Linked DNA regions of Mus musculus: region 1 is linked to region 2. Evidence: chromatin contacts called from public Hi-C data. All regions are on one chromosome and are shown on one strand. The core of a region is the stretch at or near the end of the contact, and the rest is flanking DNA. Distances in the headings are between cores, read along the strand shown.

Region 1 (4,113 bases), core at 793-3,292, 44 kb before region 2:
GAACGGAAGGGAAGGGAGTAAGAGTGAGTGAGCTATCTTCTAATTGAGAAGGCCTCATCCTCAGAGCTCCTGGTGCAGATGCTGATGCACTGGAGACTGTCCTGTGTCTTCCACCAGCATCCCTGGCCTCTCACACTAAATGCCACTAGCACCTAGTATGTTGTGACAATCAGAAATGCCTTCGGGCATCACCAGATGTCCCACTGCTGTGAAGAGTGCTCCGCACAGCCTGCAGTGCCACCGTCTGTCCCTGTGCCCGTGTGTCCCGGCACCTGCGAGTCTGCCTCACTCTTTCTGACCAGGAGTATTTACCAGAACTTTCTAGCCATTCCTTTGTGACGGACGGACGGACACTACGGTTGTACGACTTTTGCTGTCACAAATAGTGTTTCCTGACTCGATCTGTGTGGCTCTCTGTGTGAATCTGTGTTGGTATTTCCAAGGACGGCTCACGCAGGAGAGCGCCCGGAGCAAAGGACACTTTAGTTAAAGCTTTCAGGTAACTCCAGTCTGCCTCCCTGAAGGCCTTGCTTGCCAGCCTCCCTTCTGAGGAACGGGACGGCTGCTTGCTTGCCTCCATCTTTTCAAGGTAGAAGTCTGCCTCTTGCTGCATGCCTTTGATGTTGGAGGCAGTAAGCTGAGAGAGGACCACTCGTGTCCAGAGCGGAGAAGTGGCTTCAGAATAAGATGAGAGCTCTGGAGACAGGCTGCTGGGCCTGCCTGCTTGCAGACTCGCTAGAGGTCTACTTAGCAGGTCATTTCCTCTGTGGAGAGGCCCAGGTTTTATTTATTTAAGTAGGAGGGGTTTTCCACAGTGTTGAGAGGTAAGCCAGTATAACACAGTGCTGTCCACTCATCCCGGGATGGGAGGGGCCAAGCAGGACATGGCGGCCATTGTCACACTAAGTTCAGCTGGAGCCCTCTTAGAGATTTGTGCCTCCTTCTGTTCTGGGTTGGCTTCTGTGAGGGTCTGTCTGTAGAGAGCAACCCTCCCTGGGAAGCAGCCAGGGCAACTGCAGCTGCCCAGGGCGAGGTGTGGCAGGGTTGGGCACTTCCTCTTGTGAATGAATCACCCTGAGCTGGAAGGGGTAGTCAAACAGGAATAGATCCCACGGCCCCTTCTGTGGCTGACCCCTCCCTTCCACTCATCCCTGATTTGTGGCTTTCCTTTCTCCTGAAGCCCTGCTGGGGACATAGTTACAGCAGAGCCCAGAGCTCTGTTTGCACCCATGGTTGACCTTCACACTAATCTTGTGAGTCCGAAGTCATCAGGTCTCACGGGCGGCCATGGCTGTTTCCTGTACCCAGTTCTTCAGCTGTGTTCCCATGCTTAGACTTGGCTCTTCCTCCTTCCTCTTTCTTCTCTCCTTTTACACACTCCTTCCTTCCTTCCCTCTTCCCCTTTCTTCTCTTCCTCCCTCCCTCCCTCACCTTCTTTTTCTTTTGCTTCCTCTCCCTCCCCCCCTCTCTGCCTCTCTTCCCTCTTCCCTTCCCTCTTCTCCCCTCTCTCTTCTCTAGTGTTATTAAATTTACTGCCTGTAGCTGAGGGTGAAGCCTGCTGCTAGTTGAGAAACATGGTTGTGGGTGTGCCTACAAGAGCAGAGAGCGTTTCTGTAGATAAGCTGGATTCTCTAGCTTGCTGGCTTCCCCATGCCCATTTCTTCTTTAATTCTTCCTTGTGCTTAGAAGAAGAGGAACTAAAGAAATATAAGACAAGAAGGGGACCGAGAGGAAGAAGGCTGGGACAGGGAGGAAACTTTGAACCTGCGGGAGCTCCTTCAAAAACACTGGGCAAGGAAGAGGAGTGTCTGTCTGAGTGGCCACAGTGTAGAAAAGGGCAGTTGCCCCTTCAAGGCACAGGGTTCCAGTTATGCTTTCCCTTCTGGCCCCAACAAACCAGCTCCTGAGAGAGCTGTGTCCTTAGGGGCAGAGCGGAGCTGCAGCGGCCACCACGCATCAGAATCACTGAGGGAGGGCGTATGGGGGAGGCTTGTCGTTGCTATGGGATTTGTAGAACCGCCTCGAAGGCTGGTCTTGAGTTCTGAGTGACACACTGCTGTGTTCTCAAACCACGTTTCCTCTCTGGATTCTCCTTTTAGGTAACCACCAAAGACAAAGACCTGCAGCAGAAGATCTACCACATCATTAAGGAAGACTGTCAGAAACCAAACCGTAAGTGTTTTGTGATGGTGAGCCGGTGCGCCCAGGGTTCCTTCCCTCCTAGACAGAATCAGGATGCTCTGTCCTGACTCAGGAGGGAGACAGCCAGGGCTTCTGTCCTCCGAGACTCATTGTCCTCTCCTCTATGTCGTGTTGCCTGGGCAGAGGAGTCAGCATGTGGGGCTCCTTTAAACAGCCCTGGGGTGTCCGGTCCTGTAGGGATAAGCTGGAGGCCAACCACCAAGCTCTCCCTGAGATTCGGGCACACTGAAGTGAACCACCACGCTCGGCTCTGAGATGCGCTCGCTGCTTCTGGTCCCTGGTTTGTCGCCCATGTTTACCACTGCCTCTGAATGTAATGTCAACATTCACTCTCTTCTCAAACATCAAGGCTTTTCAGTTTCAGGCAGGACGGCTCTTAGACATTACAGTTCATGAATAACGAAATCCAGTCATCTCAAGAAACCCTTGAGTTATAAATGAAATGGCTTAGAAAAATAGTGCCGGTTTGTGGAGTTAGGTCGGCCCCTAGTGGCTGGACACTCAAACTACATCTAGTCTGATAACTCGCATATCAATTCACCCTAATTACAAAGAAAGCATCCGTCTTATCATGAGTCTGTATGAACTTGTGAGTCTTCAAGGTGACCGTCCAGAGCCTGGCTTTTGCAAACATATGCCAATGACAAATACTTATGTCACCATGATCCTAGGAGCAGAAAGGGTTGTTAGCCCTGGGTCCCCTTCCTATTTTTATTCTCTCTGGAGAAGTCTTTCACTCCTTTCAGACCCAGAAGGAAAGGCTGGGTCTACAGACAGGTAGAGGGAGGCCAGGTCATCTACCCTGTGGTTTAGGACCCAGTGAGATCAGAACCAATAGGGTGCCACAATCAGACAAGAAAGAAAGAAAGGAAGGAAGGAAGGAAGGAAGGAAGGAAGGAACGGAGGAAGGAAGGGAGGGAGGGAAAGGGAAGGAAAGAGCGAGCCCCAAAGCAGTCCTGTTACGGTAGTAATGGATGCTGTTTGGCTCATTCGTAGCAGGGATGGAGCAGCACAGGCAGGCATGGTCGCATGGACCTGTAACCCCAGCCCTGGGAAGGCCGAGGCAGGAGGTCAGCCAGGGTTAACACAATGAGATGTGCTTTCTTTCTCCCCCTGCCCATACCCCTCTATTTCACCTTTCTTTTTCCCTCCCCCTTCCTGTGTGTATGTGTATGTGTATGTATGTATGTGTGTGTGTGTGTATGTGTGTGTGGTATGTGTGTGTGTGTATGTGTGTGTATGTGTGTGTGTGTTATATGTACCTGGTGTATGTGCATGGAAATGAAAGGAAGACTTTAGATGTCCTCTATCCCTTTCTGCCCTTCTCTCTCTGTCTCTGTCTCTCTCTCTTTCTAAAAACTGCTTTATTTATTTATATTCCAAATCTTACCCTCATTCCTGGTCCCTCCTCCAAGAGTTCTTCACCCCCACCCCCCACCCCACCCCTGCCTCTGAGCGAGTGCTCCCCATCTCACCCTCTCACTCCCCCTACCTTACCTTTCCCCCCCGCAACCCTCCTTCCCTGGGGCACCCAGTCTCTACCTGTACACATCCTCTCCCATTGAGGCCAGGGGCCATGGACCAGGCCATGTATGCTCATATATGCTCACTGGTTGGTGGTTTAGTCTCTGGGAATCCCCAGGGGTCCCAGATACAGTTAGTTGACACTGTTGTTCTTCTTGTGGGGTTGCCACCCCCTTCAGCTCCTTCAGTTCTTCCCCTGTCCTATTCTTTTAAGACAGACTTGTCACTGAGCATGGAGGAAGGCTGGCAGCCAAGGTGCTCCAGCTGTTCTCCTGTGCCTACCCCTCCCTCCCCACATTCACACAGTGCAGGGGTTACAGGCGCTCCTGCAGCCGTGCCTGGCTGATTTTACATGGGTATCAGAGATTTGAAATCTCAGGTCCTTAG
Region 2 (4,133 bases), core at 314-2,813:
GATATCCACCTTATTCCTTGAGACAGGATCTCTCACTGAACCCACAACTTATTGTTTCTGAGCTAGCTGGCTGGCCATCAAGACCTGGAATCCTCGTCCTAACTCTGTCCCATATAGTGCTAAGGTCACAGGCTCGTGGCCACACCTGGCTTTTACCTTAGTACTGAGGAATCTAAACTCTGGTAGTCATGTGTGCTCACCGGCACTCTTTAAACTTTTATGTGTATAAGTGTTTTGCCTGCGTGTATGTATGTGCACCACGCTGGGTGCCCAAAGAGGTCAGAAGAGGGCGTCTGATCCCGTGAGTTATGGGTGGTTGTGAATCATTGGGGAACTGGACTCAGAGCTGTCTTTTCTCCAGCCCCCTCCGCCAGTGCTCTTCCTGAAGAAAATGCAGAAGTCTCAGAGTGGCCCAGGGCTTCTGACAAGGGGGAAAAAAGTCACTAAATCCTTTGCCCACATTTCGGATGCTTTCCACTAGACGCAAGCACAAAACACAAAACATTACTGTATTGTGAAACAATTGGATTCGTTTTGAAAACACCTACTCCGTTAAATATTTGAAAGTAGAACAGGAAAAAAAAGATGAAATCGGTGTGTGTGTGTTAAGTTGAATTAAAGTAAAGTTGAGCTCCAAGACCAGAGATGGGCAAGCGACTTGGAAAGTCAGCTTTCCAGACTAGAAGGAGTGATGGCGAGGAAGCCTGAGCCTGGAGCTAAAGACGATCTGGTTCCCAACCCAGTGGATTTTTCCCACCATTGTGTGCTCCTCCGCCGGTTGCCAGCCCTGGGAGAGTCCCGGGGGAGCCCGGACTTAAGGCTAAAGTGGTGTCTGTAACCTTGTCATTGGGAAATGTTGTCGCAGGTTAGTTACACAGGCACTGATCGATGATGGAGGCAGCAGCAGATCAATAGATCCCATTTCCGGGGAGAATTCACCCGTGGTGACCTGCAGGGGGGCAGGTGGTTCATCAAAAGAAGGCTGGCTTGAAAGATTTAATGCTGCTCTCTTCTCCCGTCCGGGTCTTCTCTTGGAGGGAGCTGTAGGCAGTAACAGGCTGTAATAAACTACTTTTCCTTAAAGAGATCTGGGGAGATGGCAGTGGTACAAGGGACAGAAAGGTGGTCACAGATCCTCTGGGAGACCGAAAGCCAGGATGGGGGCGCGCTGGGCTCACTTTCGCTGAGCCTCCTTTCTCCAAAGCTACCCTGAGTTTGGGGACTGGGTAGAGTAGCCCTTCCAGGCCTCGCAGGGCTGAGCCCCTCGCCGTCCGTCCGAGCCCCTCCCCCGGCCCGGAGCCCCTCCCCGCGCTTCCCCTCGCCGCGCTCCCCTCCCTTCCCCTCCCCTCCCTTCCCTGCTCGCCCTGCCTCCGCCTCCTGCGCCCACAGCGCCGGCCAGCGCCGAGCCCCCAGGAGCCCGAGCGCGGCCCAGGGGCGCCGCCGGCCCCTCCCCGGCGCGCTGACAGCAGGCCCGGCCCCCGCCCCGTGCCCTCGCTGGCGGGACACACCCCCAGCCCTCCTCTGCGCCGCCAGTTCCCGCCGGCCCCACCGAGCGGCAGAGAGAGCGGGCAGGCGAGCGGAGCGCGGCGGCGCGGGAGGGAAGGGGCGCGCGGCAGGCCCACGGGAGCAGCCTGGGACGCACGGAGCCCTCGTGCCCTCCGGGACAGTCGCCTGCCCCGGAGCCTCAGCTGTAGGCGCCCGGAGCCTCGGCGGCGAGTAGCGCGTGGGGCAGGGGTGGCGTGTAACTGCAGGAACCGGGGCAACCGGAGAAGGAGCCGGAACCCGGCCGGGATGAGAAGGTGACGCCGCCGGGGGGCGCCACTCGCTTTGTGGGGACGATGCTCGCCTACTGCGTGCAAGATGCCACCGTGGTGGACGTGGAGAAGCGGAGGAGCCCCTCTAAACACTATGTGAGTACTGCTTCCACCGACCCCGGCGGGGGGCTGGCCAGTCCCGGAGATTCACGCCCCCAGGGGCAGCCTTTGACTCCAGAGTTTGTTCGCAGGGCTGTGATCTCTAGGGAAGCCTTTTCTGCCCTTCTTCCACTCCCCTGTCCCGGGTTTCTTTTTTTGGCATTGCAATTGGCAAGTGGCTGCCCTTGTCTGTTACAACGGTGAAGTCATGTGTCCGCCCGCTGCTAGGATGGTTGGTGGGGGAAGCTTTCGTCAGCCCCTTGCAGAGCATTTAGTTCCTTTGGGAAGGAGCATCTTTGCCGCGCTCCCTAGGGGAGCCGGGCACTCACGCTCATTCGGCCCGGAATGCTTTCCGTTGCTTTGACCGGAGACCCACACTTCTCTTTCTGCTTTCCACGTTTGCTGTTCTGCCTGCACCGGCTGGGGACAGAGGAAGCGCTTTGCCCCCTGCCCCCTCCACTCTTCGTTTCAAGCTTTGATTTCCTTCTTAAAACCATTGTGTTCCGCGGTGTGAGGAGAATTGTGGCTTTTCCTTTTATCCCTCCTCTGGACGTGACCCTTCGCTGGGGTCATTTCCTCGTGTAAGTGATGCTCTGACTCCAGACACGAGTAGGCAAATGTGGTCTGTGGTCTCCGAGGCACGGTTGACTGGCCCGCCGCCCCTCCCCCTTCTTTACCCAAACTTAATGAGAAGAGGCTAAGGTTGACCAGCTGGGCTTCAGAGTGTGTGACAGTACTCTTTCATCTCAGCCGGTCCTGTCTCCCAGTCCTTTACACCTTTGGAAGTAAACATTGTGTCCTTGTTGCTTTAGGATGACTTGCCGAGCTCTGCTCCTGGAGATAGAAGAGACTCACAGTAAAGAACCCAAAACACAGAAAACATGGAGACAGTAAGGGCAGCCTCTTATTTGCAAATTAGGCATTTAAAGGCGTATTTAGAATGCTCAAAGCATTAATTTTAACAATTAAAACGGGCTGTTGGTGGCTGCCCTAGATTGCACATTAGTCTCCAAAGTGCCTTCTATTTCACTGTTGGAAGGAGGCTGGGGCTGGTGGTGTAATACCAGCCGGAGGCTACTCTTTCTGTCAGGATCACAGCAGACTTGAAGGCAGAGTTCTCTGCAGTTGACTAGTGGGGCTGGACTCAGGTTGGGAAGAAGGTAAGAGTGGTCAGACCGGAGAGACGGATCTGTGGGGGGCATTCCCTGACACAGTCAGAGATCCTTTCCAATTGTGTAGTCTAGTGTCGAAAGCCTCTACAGCCGTTGCAAAAACAAAACAAAAAATCCCAGATTTCCTCCAGGAGCTGTGGAGGCAGCTAAGTAGGAGAGCCCTTGACTAGCGAGTTTGGAGAGAGAGAGAGAGAGAGAGAGAGAGAGAGAGAGAGAGAGAGAGAGAGAGAGAGAGACGGAGAGACGGAGAGGGAGAAAGAAAGAAGAGAAGAGAAGAGAAGAGAAGAGAAGAGAAGAGAGTGTGTGTGGTTGGAGGGCTTCGATCAGCAGGTGGCCACTCTGCTCTAAGGACAGGTATCCATTTGTACATCTCTGGGTTATGTATGCTGCCAACCATCTTGACAACTTTGAGGGGCACTGCAGGCTGTCTTAAGGATTGTTTTATATATTTTTTTCAGCCTTCAGTTGAGGCTGGTACTGCTTTCAATGATGGCAGACTCTGCCCTGAGACCCTAGCAGGCGACTTTCCAGGTCTGGGTTTTACATGAAACATCCAATTTAACTTTGAGCAGCTAAGCCCAAGGTTACAATGTAAGATACACTGGCAGCAAAGTAGCAGCCAACAGGACCAAGACCTGCTGTTGGAAGTATGGAAAGGCAGGTCAGGCTACTGTTTGATCTCTTTAAAGGCTTACCCTCTGTGCAACATGGTACACATTCTTTAAAACTCCACTGGGGCACAGTTTCCTTGTATTGAAAACAAAATTAAATTCTTTGATGTGTACAGGTGTTTTGCTTGCATGTATGTCTGTGCTCCACTTGCATGCAGTACCTGCAGAAAGCCAGGAGAGGGTGTAGGTTTCCCTGGAGCTAGAATTACAGACAGGTGTGAACGATTGGGTGGGTGCTGAGAATTGAACCGGGGTCCCCTGGAAGAGCTGCCAGTGCTTATAACCCCTGAGCCATCTCTCAGGCTCTAGTTCCTCACTTTTAAAGTGAGGGTAATAATAGCGTGTACTTCATAGGGCTGTCAAGAGACTTAAATGAC

Evidence for each region. Hi-C and Micro-C count contacts between places; a contact is called where the count stands out from the background.
Region 1: a contact with region 2 is called in a Hi-C map of embryonic fibroblasts, with 2.7 times the contacts expected there. The contact joins the enhancer-like site here to the promoter of Sh3pxd2a in region 2. A contact is called at or near these places in 2 of 39 promoter capture datasets (macrophages and trophoblast stem cells), 3 of 15 datasets of contacts at CTCF or cohesin (embryonic stem cells and pro-B cells), 38 of 484 Hi-C or Micro-C datasets (the AML12 cell line, B cells, the C2C12 cell line and 22 more), 8 of 115 datasets of contacts at active chromatin or transcription factors (bone marrow-derived dendritic cells, effector CD8 T cells, embryonic fibroblasts and 5 more) and 1 of 9 other capture datasets (adipose tissue).

What each region holds. Positions count from the first base shown.
Region 1 is chr19:47,505,865-47,509,977 of GRCm38.p6, reverse strand. It overlaps Stn1 (STN1, CST complex subunit), which reads left to right. Exons shown (of 10, transcript NM_175360.3): 9 at 2,100-2,172. Among named protein-coding and RNA genes, the nearest start is that of Gm19557, 5.1 kb to the left of the region's middle. Within about 2 kb of position 2,042, at least 208 of the 459 cell types and tissues checked have an H3K27ac peak or open chromatin away from gene starts, as enhancers often do. A contact at or near this core is called in the AML12 cell line, B cells, the C2C12 cell line and 20 more, where this site is marked.
Region 2 is chr19:47,461,841-47,465,973 of GRCm38.p6, reverse strand. It overlaps Sh3pxd2a (SH3 and PX domains 2A), which reads left to right and starts at 1,563. Exons shown (of 15, transcript NM_008018.4): 1 at 1,563-1,910. The coding sequence starts at 1,839.